Regions from separate parts of the Hordeum vulgare genome. Here regions 2 and 3 are each linked to region 1. Evidence: chromatin contacts called from public Hi-C data. All regions are on one chromosome and are shown on one strand. The core of a region is the stretch at or near the end of the contact, and the rest is flanking DNA. Distances in the headings are between cores, read along the strand shown. Region 1 holds the start of LOC123426343 (peroxidase 51-like). Region 2 holds the start of LOC123426341 (casein kinase II subunit alpha-2). Region 3 holds the start of LOC123430116.

Region 1 (4,677 bases), core at 1,407-3,906:
TTCCATATGGAATACTAAAAACTTCTCATTCATAGACAAAGTCAATGAGGTGGTGAAAAAGCGAGTCTTGTAGCAAAAGGGTTCACGCAGAGACCCGACATCAAATTATGATGTAACATACACTCCTGGTATGAGTGGAATTAAGTTTCAATAATAAATATCATTGGCAGTACAAATAATATTATCCATGCAGTTAATGGATGCAGTAACTACATACTCATATGAGTTACTCGTTTTGGAAATTTATAACGAAGTCCCTGACGGGCTTACAATTCCAAATCCAAAATAAATCGCAACATATTTGTGTAAAATTTCAAAAGTCCCTCTATGGCTCAAAAAAGTCAGAAATCATATGATACTACCGACTAAATGACTTTCTTCTTCCGAAGGATTACTCAATGATGATTGTTTATATGTTAACAAAGGAATACCAAATTTGAATTCCTTATACCACCTCAGTATATATCGATGATTTCATCATCAATGTCTCTACAAGACCTAAACATACATAAAATCATCTCAAGACGGAAAATTTGGATTCAACCAAATTTAGCTTAAGTTTACAACTTGAGCATTCTCTCAAGAATACATATTAGTCTACATATATCCAAACATATACGAGAAGTTCAATTTGGACATATCATATCAACAAAAGACATGTATGGTCATACTACCTTTGATAAGGTACAAATCCATTCATACCTAGGGGTGATAATGAAGTGATACTAGGACCTGAAGTTATATATCTCACTAATGCCAAATCACTCATATACTTGCAAACTACGTCAGGCCTGACACTATATTTGCTATCTTTATTCGGAGTGCAACCCCAAACAAAAGGTATATGGTTGATATAAGTACTATCATCTTATATCTGAAGTTTACAGTAAATCTTGAATGACCATGATATGAGGTAATGATATTGGCTCTTTATTTGATCCAAACAACGCCATATCAATGACTGAATTTGCTATAGTAGCCTACATATGGAAGTCATGTAAATAGGACTTTAATGGTTATTCCCACTTATCATTCTAACATAATTGCTTTATCTAAAAGCATTGCAAGATATGTATGGCTCGGCAGAATGATTAACCACACTCAAAATCATGTGGTTTTGATTCATCAGAATCACATAACTTGATTTATCAAGATACTTCCACTTGTGTTACTCAATACCTATAGGTTATATGAAGAGCAATATCATAAATCACATTGCTCAGAAATTACTTATCATCGCGGATTATAGAAAAGTGAGGAAATAATTTGCAAACAAAATACTGTTATAATCCAACAGATTATACACAATCTCATGTTCATGTTAATGGAATTGGTATGGGACGTCCTTCATATTTGCAAAGTTCAGGGGGAGTAATCTCCCAAAACTATAAACTATAACAATCATCAGATTGCATATATTGTACTATCTTTTCCTTGATGAGTTTTCCCTTACTGGTTTCTCATAAAGGTTTTTAACAAGACAATATAAACACAAGTGTCTTTATATGCCATATCATTTTCTCCTTGTATTTTTCCCACTAGGTTTTAAAGGAGTTTTCAATGACATGTACGAGTGCACTCTTTTCCCTCATGAGTTTTCTCTCAAAGTTTCTCATAATGGTTTTTAGTGAGGCAATATCTTCTCAAAGATCATATGTCATACTTTCTATTTTCCCTACCGCTTTTTTAAGGAAGCACTCAAGACATATTAATTGTTCTCTAAACTTATCAATGAGTTTTTTCCTTCTTCAAAGGTTTTCTCATATGAGTTATCAAGAGACAATGATCATCATATGTTGCATCATTTTCTCCTTATTTTTCCCATTGGGTTTGAAGGAGTTTTAGCAACATATCTACTCTATTCTCCTCATATTTTTCCCACAGGATTTTTGGGGGAGACTCTTAAGATTATTTGGAAGATTTCTCAAGATGAAAGATCTATATGCAAGAAGCTTTCAACGATGAAACATTCAAGGAGCGGTGTTGTACAAGGGGGAGTGTTAGAAATTAATTAGTAGATTAATCCAAGGGATGTGTCCAACCCCGAACAGTCGTGTCTCCTCTCTCTCTATTTCCAACAGGCACCTGTTCTGGAGGGATGCCTCCAAACAGATACATCTTCGCACCTCTTTCAGATGTATATGTACTTAAGAATCAATAGAAACAAGACTAATCGTCCATTCACTTTCATTCAATCTCGTTTTTACTCTAACAGGTTTGAGTACACACGCATAAACCTACGCTCTTAGAAAACCCCGTCCACATACTCCATGCACTACGCAGGGATGAAACCAACGACCTACCTACGATGCTACGACACGGCCAGACTTTCTGCCCGCCCTGTCTCCAGATCAAGTACTGATCAAGTAGTGTGTTCAAAAAAGAGCCGATCAAGTAGTCGACTGTTTTCCGTAATGGAAATAATCACTATATTAACAAAATGGAAATGCACGTGTATGTTGCAATCTTTCTAAAGCACTCGAGTACTCTCTGTGCCGCATGTTTTCAGGCTAGCTTAATTCTGTGGGTATCGAAATATTCAAGAGTAGCATCGTTTTCAGATCACTGTCACGAAGGCAACGGGCACTCGCTGCCTGCACTGCACGCCGATAAGTGTAATCTATGGAGAGACCACCACCGATCGATTCATTAGTGGCGCTCTCTGTGTAACCTTATCCTTCGGTGCCCCTACCACAAACCCAAACTTGCCGTCGTCGCGTCGCCTTGCGCTCCACCAAGACAGACGGCGCCGCTCCACTGCGTGTACGTCTGCGTCCGCATATATTTATCGAGGTGGCGAACACGCGCTATCTACCCAGCTAGGACGATGGGCTACATGAGTCCGGTCGTGGCGGCGCTCCTGACGGTGGCGGTACTGGCCGCGAGAGCCAACGTGTGCGCAGCGCAGCTCCGGCGGGACCATTATGCCGGCGTGTGCCCCGACGTCGAGGCCATCGTCCGGGGCGCCGTCGCCAAGAAGTTCCAGCAGACCTTCATCACCGTCGGCGCCACCGTGCACCTCTTCTTCCACGACTGCTTCGTCGAGGTAACAAGCAAACATGCCATGACGTGCGCCCTACGTGCATGAACCCATGCCGTCATACGCTTCAACGTTTGTGTGCATGTAGGGGTGCGACGCGTCGGTGCTGATCGCGTCCACGGCGAACAACACGGCGGAGAAGGACAGCACCGCCAACCTGTCGCTCGCCGGCGACGGCTTCGACACGGTGATCAAGGCCAAGGCGGCCGTCGACGCCGTGCCACGATGCAGGAACCGGGTCTCCTGCGCCGACATACTAGTCATGGCCACCAGGGACGCCATTGCACTGGTAATACTAAGCTCATGCATGCATCGATCTCTTCCGGCTGATTCTCATACGTACGGTAATTATAGTTAGTTATATAACGCGAGACACGGTTTCCCGCAGGCCGGTGGGCCGTCGTACGCGGTGGAGTTGGGACGGCTGGACGGGCTGAGCTCGACGGCGAGCAGCGTTCCCGGCAAGTTGGCCCCGCCGACGTCCAGCCTCGACCAGCTAACGGCGCTCTTCGCCACCAACGGGCTCTCGCAGACCGACATGATCGCCCTCTCCGGTACGTTGTAATTAATTATAAGTCCCATACTAAGACGGCAAATTACGCATTGCTTCTATCGGGTACGTACGGGCGCTGTGTGCGTTTGCTTTGCTTGCACATCGAAATCGAGTTGGGATGGGAGGGACGACGGTGAAAGCTAGGTGAACCAGGCTTGCACACAATTCCAAATCGGACATGCCATGTTTACCTGCCCTGTTTGGAGCGTGCAAAGCCGCCAAATTCCTGTCCAGCTTCATCAATGAAGTAGACGTCGAATGCGACGAGACAAAACTACGTGCCGAGCTGCCGGCCCATGACCCTGTCCTACAATGGCATCTTTGAAGGATCACCAACTTAATAAGTACGTAGTAGATTACTCTATCCATCTACAGGATTGGTATAATATGTTTTCGATCATTCCGCAACAACGGATCCGGCGAACCTGCACCCCCTCCCCAGCAATGCTACACATACATAAGTTTACATATGTTTTATAAAGAGGTGAATTTGATTGAAGATTAAGGAGAATGAGGGTTCACCCTTTTAAAAATCAAGGAGGGATGGTTAGTTAGAAAGAACGAATCCTAGTCAGCGTATAACCTTATGTAACTCTTTGTATGTCTATCATTTTTGCCCCATCCCCCCGATCGTTCGCATCGTTTTCTTTTTCTTTTTATAGGCAGGATCACTCGGTCTGGTGGGTCCAGCCCCCCTCCCCACGCACTGTTTTATTTAAATGCCATGAACAAAGTAAATGTATACAATTTCAATAAAAAATAGAGAATCATAAATTATAAATCATCATGGTCAGAAAATTATAATTGTCATGTTATAAAAATAGAGAATCATAAATTATAAATCACCATGGTCAAAAAAATTATAATTGCCATGTTATAAAAACATGGAACATTTTTTATTTATATTTCCATGGACCAAAATATAAAAATGTGACGCTGTGAAAACTTACTTTACTTGGTACACTGTGAAAAAATTAGTGAAATAATTACATGTCATTAAAAATTCGTAAAACTGTCATGCCATGAGAAATAAAAATGACATCCTCTTAATTATTAAAATGTCATTCTTTTAATAATAAAATTG
Region 2 (4,677 bases), core at 1,516-4,015, 350 kb before region 1:
GTACCTACCTTGATGCAACACGAACGTTATACTCCTTTCCAGGATGGTAGAATTCAGCAAGGCCCCAATCTATTAACCGGAGTTTTCGAAGCTCATGATCTATCATAACATTGTGAGGCTTCACATCTCGGTGCATAATGCCTTGTGAATGGCAGTAATCCAAAGCCTGCACTCAAAAATGGAATCTGTGATAAACTATAACTAGAATATAGAATACAAAACATCTAGGTCCAGCAATCAAATCACCAGCGATTTGGCTTGGTCCCCTCAAAAGAGGAAAAAACACTTGCTGGTGTGGTTACTTGTTAGCATTAGCAAGGGATTATTCATGCATTACTATCACAAATATCATCCGTGAACACAAGAAAGGGTCCTAGGAAATGAGTATAGCCAGATGTTCGAACTAGACAGTTACACATGCAAGTATTTAATGTATCTTCAAGGCTTTATCAGAAGAGCAAAGAAAGTTTTAGATATTTTAACAATCAGTTTTCTTGGCAATATTATATCAACAGAAACTTGGGAAACCTTGATACCTTCAGTAACTCATAGATATAGTAGCGAATGTCATAATCTGTCAATGTCGGATATAACACTTTGAAATCTGTGTTATTGATGTATTCAAAGATCAAGCTTGGTGTTTTTGAATGCTGATCTCTGACAATATCAAGCAGCTTCACAATATTTGGACCTCCACAGAGATTCTGAAGTATTTTGATCTCTCTTTTGATCTGCATAAGCATGAGAAACGTGAAAAAAAATATCATAGTTAAACCGTGACCATTTAAGGCACAGATAAGTTACCTTCTTCTTCTTCACAGGCTTCAGGATCTTAATAACACATTTCTCATTATTGTTGACGTTGATGCCCTCAAAGACTTCACTGTATTTGCCTCTTCCAACTTTCCGCACAACTTCATAGTCATCCTGCTCACTGATTGAAAAACATCATACCAGTCAGAACTCATCACCGGATATACTGGTCCATTAGGACATTTTGTGATTTAACAATCACATGATATCTTTCAGAAGGACCGGAACAAACAAATAACAACACCATTCAAACCAAAATGCTAAGTGTGTTATCCTTGTCAGGGCAGGGATACTCGCAGCTGGCTTGCTAAAAGTAATCAGTTTGATTGTTCCAGGCACAGGATTTTCTTTTCCTGTTTGTATGATGGAGAACGAAGAGAAAACACCTAACTATTTTGAAGAGATCTCATGGCACTTTTGGGGTATTGTTACATCAAAATAAATGAGTGCATATACTTTTTACCCAACTTCTACAAACTGATGCTTCATACTCCCTCCGTCACGAATTACTTATCTTAGATTTGTCTAGATACATCCGACACGTTTTAGTGTTAAATCTAAGACAAGTAATTTGGGACGGAGGTAATACTTGAGTTCTATCCTTTTTCATCTATATATAAGAATAAGAGGGCAATAAAACCCCATGTCAAGCTCAAGGGAGGACAAAAAAATGCCTGGATCCCAATGAGAAGCTACAGAAAGGCGAAGCTTGTTACAGTTTTAAATATAGTTGCATATCACTGTGTTTATTACACAAATACTAATTTGCAAAACAAGATACTCCAACAGCGTACATAGTTCAGTGGAACCTTATTTATCTTATGTCGCTGAGCAGAATTATCAATTCAACAGAAACAGAACAGGAGTAAAATATCTTAGTTATATAGACCTTAATGTAAATGTGGTTTTTTACTTGGAACAGCTACTTTGAGATTAAATAGGTATGATATGATAATTTCCGGAAAATACAACCCATATATTATCTGAAAAAATAGCGATAACACCAAACAAAGTGTGAAACTAATAGAACAACACACTTTCCAAGAAGGGGAAAACACAGAACTAGCAACTGTTCAAAACAATAAATTAGAACTGTTTGCTCGATTTGGGTGCTGCTGTTGTAGTCCAAGACAGGTTCAAGTTCCCAATTTGTCAATTCAGCAAAATATTTTGGACATGGAGAATATTGCTGGTGGATGAACATGGGTGACAGAATCTGACATTTGGATTCGGGTGCTCAATTTGTAGGAAGTTAATGGAAGTCCACTTAAGATGTACAAAACTATGAATAATCTCCCAAAGAAATTGCGTGGACGTCATAGACGCATAATTTCGTACTGAAGTACCAAAAGTATCACAAAAAAGTGACATCGAGTTAGTGACTACTGAAGTCGGATATTGTAACGAAGCAACCACATCAAGCAACTGCCGGAATTATCTGAGCAAGCACATCTGGCAACTCCTCTCTCAATCTACAACACGCGGGCCCTCTCTAACCGCACGGCACACAGGATCTCCGAAAACGCATCGAGAAGTCGAAGGTCCATTGTATGTAATCCCTGAACTGTCTCTCAACGAACTGACGAAAAGGATCCACTACACGTAGATGCGCCACGGGAACGAAAGGGGGGAAAAGAAAAGAACTTGAGAGTTAGGGCGAGGTTGGCTACGGGCGGATTCGACTCACCCCCACTGGACGGCGAGGGCCTCGTAATCCCAGTACTCCTTGGGGCGTACGACGTTAACGTCGGCGTAGACCCTGGCCTTTGACATGGCTGAAGACGATCCGAATCCCGCGGGCGGGGGACGGATCAGGGATAGACGTGGGCTGGGAGGAGTTTCGTGCTTTCTCGGCGGCGCGTCCGTCAAGCGGACATCGCCGGCGGCGAGATGGCGTTAGGGTTTCAACAACTACGATTGTTTTTCCTGAGAAACATGTTTTGGGGGATATAGTTTTGAGGAATGGAGATGTAGGTGGAGGGCGTGGGAGAAGTGCGGTCAGTGCAACTGACAGGTGGGTCCATGGGACAGTGTGCGGAAGGAGCTCGCTCTCGGAGGCAGAATTCACCGTTTTTGACCTTTTTATAAACCTTAAGTTGGATCTCACCCTCATGGGAAAATCATTTTATGAACCTTAAGCTGGATCTGACCTTGATGAGAAAAAAATTGGATCTGACCCTTTTGCTATCGTCGGACCCTTTGGCGGTAGGGTATAACAACCTACCGCTCAGGTCCCTCGTGGTAGGGTTGCACGCCTACCGTAAAAAGAACGCCAAGTTATGGAAACAGTGCGCGTGTGTGCCTACCGTCGTACCCCTTGGCGGTAGGGTTACACGTGCTACCGCCAGCCCTTTCGACGGTAGATCATTTTCCTACCGCCAGGGTCCTCGACGGTAAGTTGTCATACCCTACCGCCAAAGGGTCTAAGGATTTGGCGGTAGCAAAAGGGTCAGATCCGGAAAAATTTACCCACCGTACCCACCAGGGTCAGATCCGGCTTAACTTTCATGAAAGGATCAAAACAGTGCATTTGGCCGCTCTCGGACCCAACATATAGGTGGGTCGAGGCTATCATGGGCCCAACCAGGCGGTAAGCGAAAGGAATCTGAGCTGCTACATTTCTTACCATTTCTCTCTTTTTTCCAATCTTACTCCTCATGAAACAGTTGATAAGTCGTCTCGTTGCTTCGTACCCTCCACCGATCGAACTTCCTCCAGCGATTTTCTCAGCGCTGGGACATCTGATCCCATTTTTTTATGGACAGAGAACAAAAAAGAACAACCTGAAAATGTATGTACGCCCCCCCCCCCCACCTTCCCCTCTCCCTCGCGAGCCGCTTGAGCACGCGGCTCCGAAGGAGAAAACCCTAGCCCCACGCACACCCCCTTCCTTGTGCTCCCCTGGTCGTCACCGTCGTCGATGCCTGTGGTAGTGGCGGCGCCCGGCCGTCAAAGGCGGAGGGCAAGGACGGCGCGCCCCGACGGGCCTCCTTCGTGCGAGGAGGGGCGTCGAGGGGCGGCGCACGAAGAGTTTCGGTGTGGCGCCGCACGATGGGGAGCGCGTTGTGCGACAGAGATGAGTCGGGAGCTCGCACAGGAGTGGCCGGTGCAGTTGACGGTGTCGATGACGGCGCGGTTGGGCCATGGTTGCAGGGGGAGGCGCGTGATAGAGGCGAATTTGTCCATGTCATTCGAAGAGATGGTGGATATCGTTTTCGGTGGAGTATACTTTGACAATCCGACTACGAGCCTATGAGGACGTCGCGCCTTCACAATCGCTAAACCAACTCCTAGAGATAATTGACCACGTCGGAGCACGATCAACCTGACCACGAGGGTTTGTTTCGTGCACCCACATGAAGAACAAGCAAGAAACTAAAATCGCAATCTGGATATTGCGAATATAAGAGGAAACTTCATTGATGAAAGTGGGGTTCTCTGACGTCTTGGTCTGGTCGTAGATTACAAACGAAAAACGCGAAGTTGCAGCTCTGGCGAACTTGCAATCTAAACAAAACTCTAGTCTAAACGGTGCCCTAAGGGTTGTATATATGGGGAATATAGAGGGATTTTCGTGACCCCTTGGAGGAGGGGTCCGAAAACGACCCTAACTCGGTTTCCCCGCACATACGGGATCTAAAAACAAACTATAATGTAGTATTTCGAATTTCATGGGCCTGACCCCAAAATATGGTGCTGGAGCACCTATAATAGCCTATGAACGAAATTTATGAAGTGTCATCTTGTATATTTCATCCAAGCCTTTGTTCTCTCTCTATGACGGCTTCAATGTCCGAAAATCACCACTAGAAGCTCCATTGTTCTTCCCCGCGTGCACACCTTCCCCTCCATGCTTGATCCCGT
Region 3 (4,677 bases), core at 899-3,398, 330 kb after region 1:
AAAACCGGTATTATACGTACAGTGGCCACGAACTAGCTGCTGGCCGATTTTACCGGGACACGCGTCGAACTGTGTACGTTTTCCTGTTATTGACGCATGAAGAAAAAACAAAATGGGCATTAGGCAAGTCGACTGTCCATCCGGTCGGTTTGAAGTAAAATGGACAAACCCTTATGACCCGTCGTACATTGTTTTGGACATATCTAGCCCGTTTTTTGTCTGCCTGATTCATTTTCGACGTAAACATGCGTCCAGTTCGAGTCCTCCTGTCGTCCGCATCGGGGTTGCGTGACATGCGACCACCTACCTTCCACCGTCCATATTTACCGCGCACGTCCGGTAGGCCCCGCCTGTCATCCACTCAGGCGGGCGGTCGCCGTCCTTCTTAAAAAGGGAAGCCGTGGACCGGCACAGTGCATGCGCCCACTCCACTGCCTTCTCGGGACCGACAACAAACCCTAGCCTCCCTCGAGCTCTCCGGCTGCCGACAACAATGGATTGGTGGAGCACCGGCGGCAAGGGGAAGTGGGCACACGACCACGAGGCTGGGTCCTTGTCCGGCCACCGCCGCGCCGCAAGCGAGCCGCACCGTTCTTCTCCTCCGCGACGGCCTGCTCCAACAGCCTTCTCCATTGCCCCTCTGGGCGCCCCGACGTGCTCCCGGCAGTACGTCCATGCGGATGTGTGCCGCCGCTATAGGGAGACAAGGGCGCCGTTCCCCTGAAGCGACGTCCACTTGCCGAACAACTGGCACCTCTCCGCCGATCGGGTGCCGATCCCGCCGGTGCCAACGAGCGGTCGTGTCCGCCGCGACGAGATCCAATGCCGCCGACGCCATCTCCCCGGCGAGCTCTACTACGACCCGAGGTACGCCGTGGATCCTCCCATGCGGGACACCTGGTTTCGTGATGAGCACGACGTGCGACGGGAGCCCTACTTTGCAGCGCACAGCGCGCCAGGCGCTCTCTCTGAGCCCTCCCCAGGTGCGCGGCCTAACGCCGACCCCGTCGCCGTCACCCTCTCCGTCGCCAGCACCACCTCCTCGCACGACCGAAGAGGAAGAGGCCCGACTCGTCGAGCGTGTCATGGAAGAATGAATGAACACGTACGATGAGCCCAGTGGATGGGGCTGGAGGAGATGATGGCCCTCTCCGCGGTCGACGACGTGGCCATCCTAGAGGAGCAGCCCGTGAAAGTGAAGGAGGAGGTGCATGAGGAGTAGCCAGTGGCCGCTTTCCCCCGGAGCTGGTGGGCCAGTGCTGGACGTGGTCGTGCACGGCCACGGAGATGGCCCAAGGAGTGGGGGCCGAGCCTTGGTGCCCCACGCCGCCGCGGTCACCGGAGCGCGAGTCATCGCCGCGCGGGGTGATGGTGCAGGCGCCGCCAATCTTTCAGGGCCATGGGCCCAGCTCTGGACGATGCCGCCGTACGTCGATCTCACTGGCGACGATGACGGCAACGACGATGCCTGAAGGTGGCGACGAGCACGGCAACAACGTGGGACGCATTTTATCTTTTTTGTAATTTTGTTAATTAAGGACCGTGTGCCGTGAGGCCGTTGTACCATGTATTTTATTAACGTATAATTATTAATGTTTGCGTTTTATTGACATTTTTTGGCAATTTTTTTATTTATTCTATTTTTTAAAATGCCGAACGATTTAGGGTGCGACCGTGCGTTGGGCGCACTGACCCGGCCACGGACCGATCCGGACATGGGCAACACCATTCTCGCTCCAAACGGACAGAATCCGGACCAAAATGACATCCGAATGAGGTCGCGTGATGGAGTTGTCATACTCCCTCTGTCCAAAAATAACCGTTTGAAACCTAATACAGATTTATACTAGATTTAGTATAAAGTTGAGACATTTATTCAGGGACGGAGGGAGTACTGGGAAGAGCACGTACAGTGATGTTCAGCTAATCCCAAGCCGCTTGTTCAGACGCGCTAGGGTGCAGTGCGCGGACAGAGGGACTCGGCGTCGCCGACTGCCATTCATGCTCCATCCACGTGCTCAATCGCCGGACTAAGGCGCGTCCACGTCAGACGGTCAGGTCAGTGACAATGGACGCCGTACGCCCGGTAAGAAATCGATCGGTCCTTCTCCTCTCTCACCCACACCCAGCTCGCCTATAAAGCAGGCCTCGACGGGTGCCACACACAGAATCAGAGAGAGAGAGTGTGTGTTCTGGAGCTTGCTTGATTGTTAATTCTTCGGCTCCAAGGGCAGACCAGCTGACCAGCAGAGGCAAAGATTTCTCTCGCCCAGCACTGCAATCTTCACACTCCAAGGTAGAGAGCTCGCTCGCGCGCTAAATAAAGAAGCACTCGCAGCATGTCGTACCCCTGCCTTCGCCGCGCGGCCGTGCCGGTAAAGCGGGTTTGGTTCGGCCTCCGCGGGCGCCTCGGCCTCCGTCGATCCACCGGTGAGTTTCTTCCTCCTCCTCCTCCTACTACTACTATCTCTCGGTCTCCTCTCCTCGTGGACCAACTTTGTCGTGGACGATGGAGCTGATGAGTGATGATACATATTTGCGTTGCAGGTCTTGGAGAGCTGCGCAGGGAGGTCCGAACGTGCGAGTACGACGACGTGCACGTCATGTGGGAGCTGCTCAGCGGCATGGACGGCAGCGCGCCGCGGAAGTACGTACACGTAGCCGCCACCGCCGCCATTGTTGAGGCCGCTGCCAGGAAGAAGCTAAGGGGGAGGAGGCGGACGAGGAGGGCCGATGCCGAATCCGCCGCGTGGAGCCGCCTCTTCTCCTCCTGCTGCGCCTTCTGATCTCTCAAAATAAAAGGGACCCGAGCCGCCGTGCCGCCTCGCCTGATGCCCGGGTTTGGAAAGGATGTTTTCGAGATCGATGAATCCTCTCTCTTCGCTCTTGACCGCGTGCGGCTATGATATGATGAAGCAGCAACCGTGGGAAGACGGAGGGACAAGTGATGAGCCAGAGCCAGTGTCGATTTGCGTATACGTATGTATTCGGAGTTGTAAATGCAGGCGGCTCTGCTTCCATCTTGATGTAGCTAGTAAACCGGACCATGTAAAATTACCATCATCACCACCAAAGGGCAGTTTTGTTTGTGTGCTAGTACATTCTAGTAATTTGGTTCTCAATTTGAACGTTCAATTGGTGTTGCTAAAAAAAAAAATCTATTCTGAATCGCTTAGTTGCGGGTACCATCGTAAGGAGTTGACAATTACCATCCGATAATGTATTTTGGATACGCAGCGACGTTCAACCCCCACGCCACTGCGTTCTGACGCGAGAGCCCATCCACACATTATTATTTTTTGACGGAGAACCCATCCTCATATTGGTGTATTATAGACATGATATTTTGTATTATAGACTTGTATAATTACCAGAGTGTTTCTGGTACTACTCTCTTCGTCCAAAATTTATGTCTTACATTTATGTAGATATGAATGTATCTAGTTATATTTTAGTATTTAGAAACATTCATTATTAGATAAACCTAAGATAAGAATTTCTAGACGGAGGCAATATCTGTCAGTACGGTAAAATGGACCTCTTCTTTTCTCTAGGTTCTGTAAAAAATGTTGAAATTTTCTTGAAAAAAAAAGAAGAGAAACGGTATAAAGAGTCTCGAAGGGCCATAGGACGAATATTATTAGAAAGAAGGAGAAGCAGCACACAAAGGTTAGCAGTCTAGGCGAACTAGAACTGGGAACCCACGAAACTAAGACGTTCCGAAAATACAAAAGGACGGCAACAGCCGTCAAAACAGCTAAAAAATGGGGGCAAACCATCCACTCAAGAAAGGTTGCCGATGTCAGTAACACAACCGGCCGCCCTCCATGTCCCAATATCTTCTCTGATCAGATCCAAAACTCTGAAGGGATTACTCGCTTCCTGCTCAAAAATTCTAGAATTTCTTTCCTTCCAAATCCTCTAGTGAATCAAGATGGAGATTGTGTCAAAGTTCCGACGCATAGGCTTGGGAACTAACTTACGTGCTTGCAGCCACCAGTCTTCTGTATTGCTAAAACGATCCTCCGGCACCTGAAAATCCGTCCGTGTCCAATCTCTGAACAGTAGCCAAACCTGTTGTGTGAACCTACAGTGCACGAACACGTGTGTGCAATCCACAGGCGTCACAAGGCACAGAGGGCAGTAGCCGTTTGAGGGCCAGCCCCTCCGCTCCAAGTTGTCCGCAATCAGGAACCGGCGATGAACCACCAACCACATGAAAAACTTGCATCTTGGAGGAGCTTTGGATTTCCAAATTAGTTTGTAACAGGCGAAGCGCACCGAGGCAAGAAAGAACATGTTGTAAGCACTCTTAACAGAGAAGAGATGATCCTCATTCAGCTTCCATTGTAGATGATCCGGCACACCAGGCGTCAACAAGATATTCTGAGTAATGTCCCAAACAGTGAGATATTGTGCAATGGCTAGCACTGAATCTCCTCGTGAGATGTCTCGGACCCAGCTACGGTTCTGAAGGGCATCCCGGACAGTGCGACTCGGCTTCTTGACAAAAGATAAGAGGGATGGGGACATGGTCGCAATGGAGCCGCCCTCCGGTAACCAATTGTCCGTCCAGAACTTGGCCCGTTCTCCATCCCCCAAGCAGACGGACGTGGCCGCACTGAAGATAGCCGTGACCTCACCCTCCTGATCGTTCGGCAACATCCGCCATGGTAT

The links. Hi-C and Micro-C count contacts between places; a contact is called where the count stands out from the background.
Region 2: a Hi-C map of seedling shows a contact between it and region 1, with 5 times the contacts expected there. The contact joins the promoter of LOC123426341 here to the promoter of LOC123426343 in region 1. A contact is called at or near these places in 5 of 6 Hi-C or Micro-C datasets (leaf, seedling and an unstated tissue).
Region 3: a Hi-C map of leaf shows a contact between it and region 1, with 4 times the contacts expected there. The contact joins the promoter of LOC123430116 here to the promoter of LOC123426343 in region 1. A contact is called at or near these places in 2 of 6 Hi-C or Micro-C datasets (leaf and seedling).

Annotation. Positions count from the first base shown.
Region 1 is chr2H:377,681,986-377,686,662 of MorexV3_pseudomolecules_assembly, forward strand. It overlaps LOC123426343 (peroxidase 51-like), which reads left to right and starts at 2,657. Exons shown (of 4, transcript XM_045110152.1): 1 at 2,657-3,046; 2 at 3,129-3,329; 3 at 3,429-3,594. The coding sequence starts at 2,828.
Region 2 is chr2H:377,330,092-377,334,768 of MorexV3_pseudomolecules_assembly, forward strand. LOC123426341 (casein kinase II subunit alpha-2) reads right to left here and starts at 2,766. Exons shown (of 10, transcript XM_045110151.1): 1 at 2,501-2,766; 2 at 805-934; 3 at 537-731; 4 at 9-166. The coding sequence starts at 2,586.
Region 3 is chr2H:378,013,941-378,018,617 of MorexV3_pseudomolecules_assembly, forward strand. It overlaps LOC123430116, which reads left to right and starts at 2,149. Exons shown (of 2, transcript XM_045114021.1): 1 at 2,149-2,430; 2 at 2,548-3,135. The coding sequence starts at 2,340. The coding sequence ends at 2,786.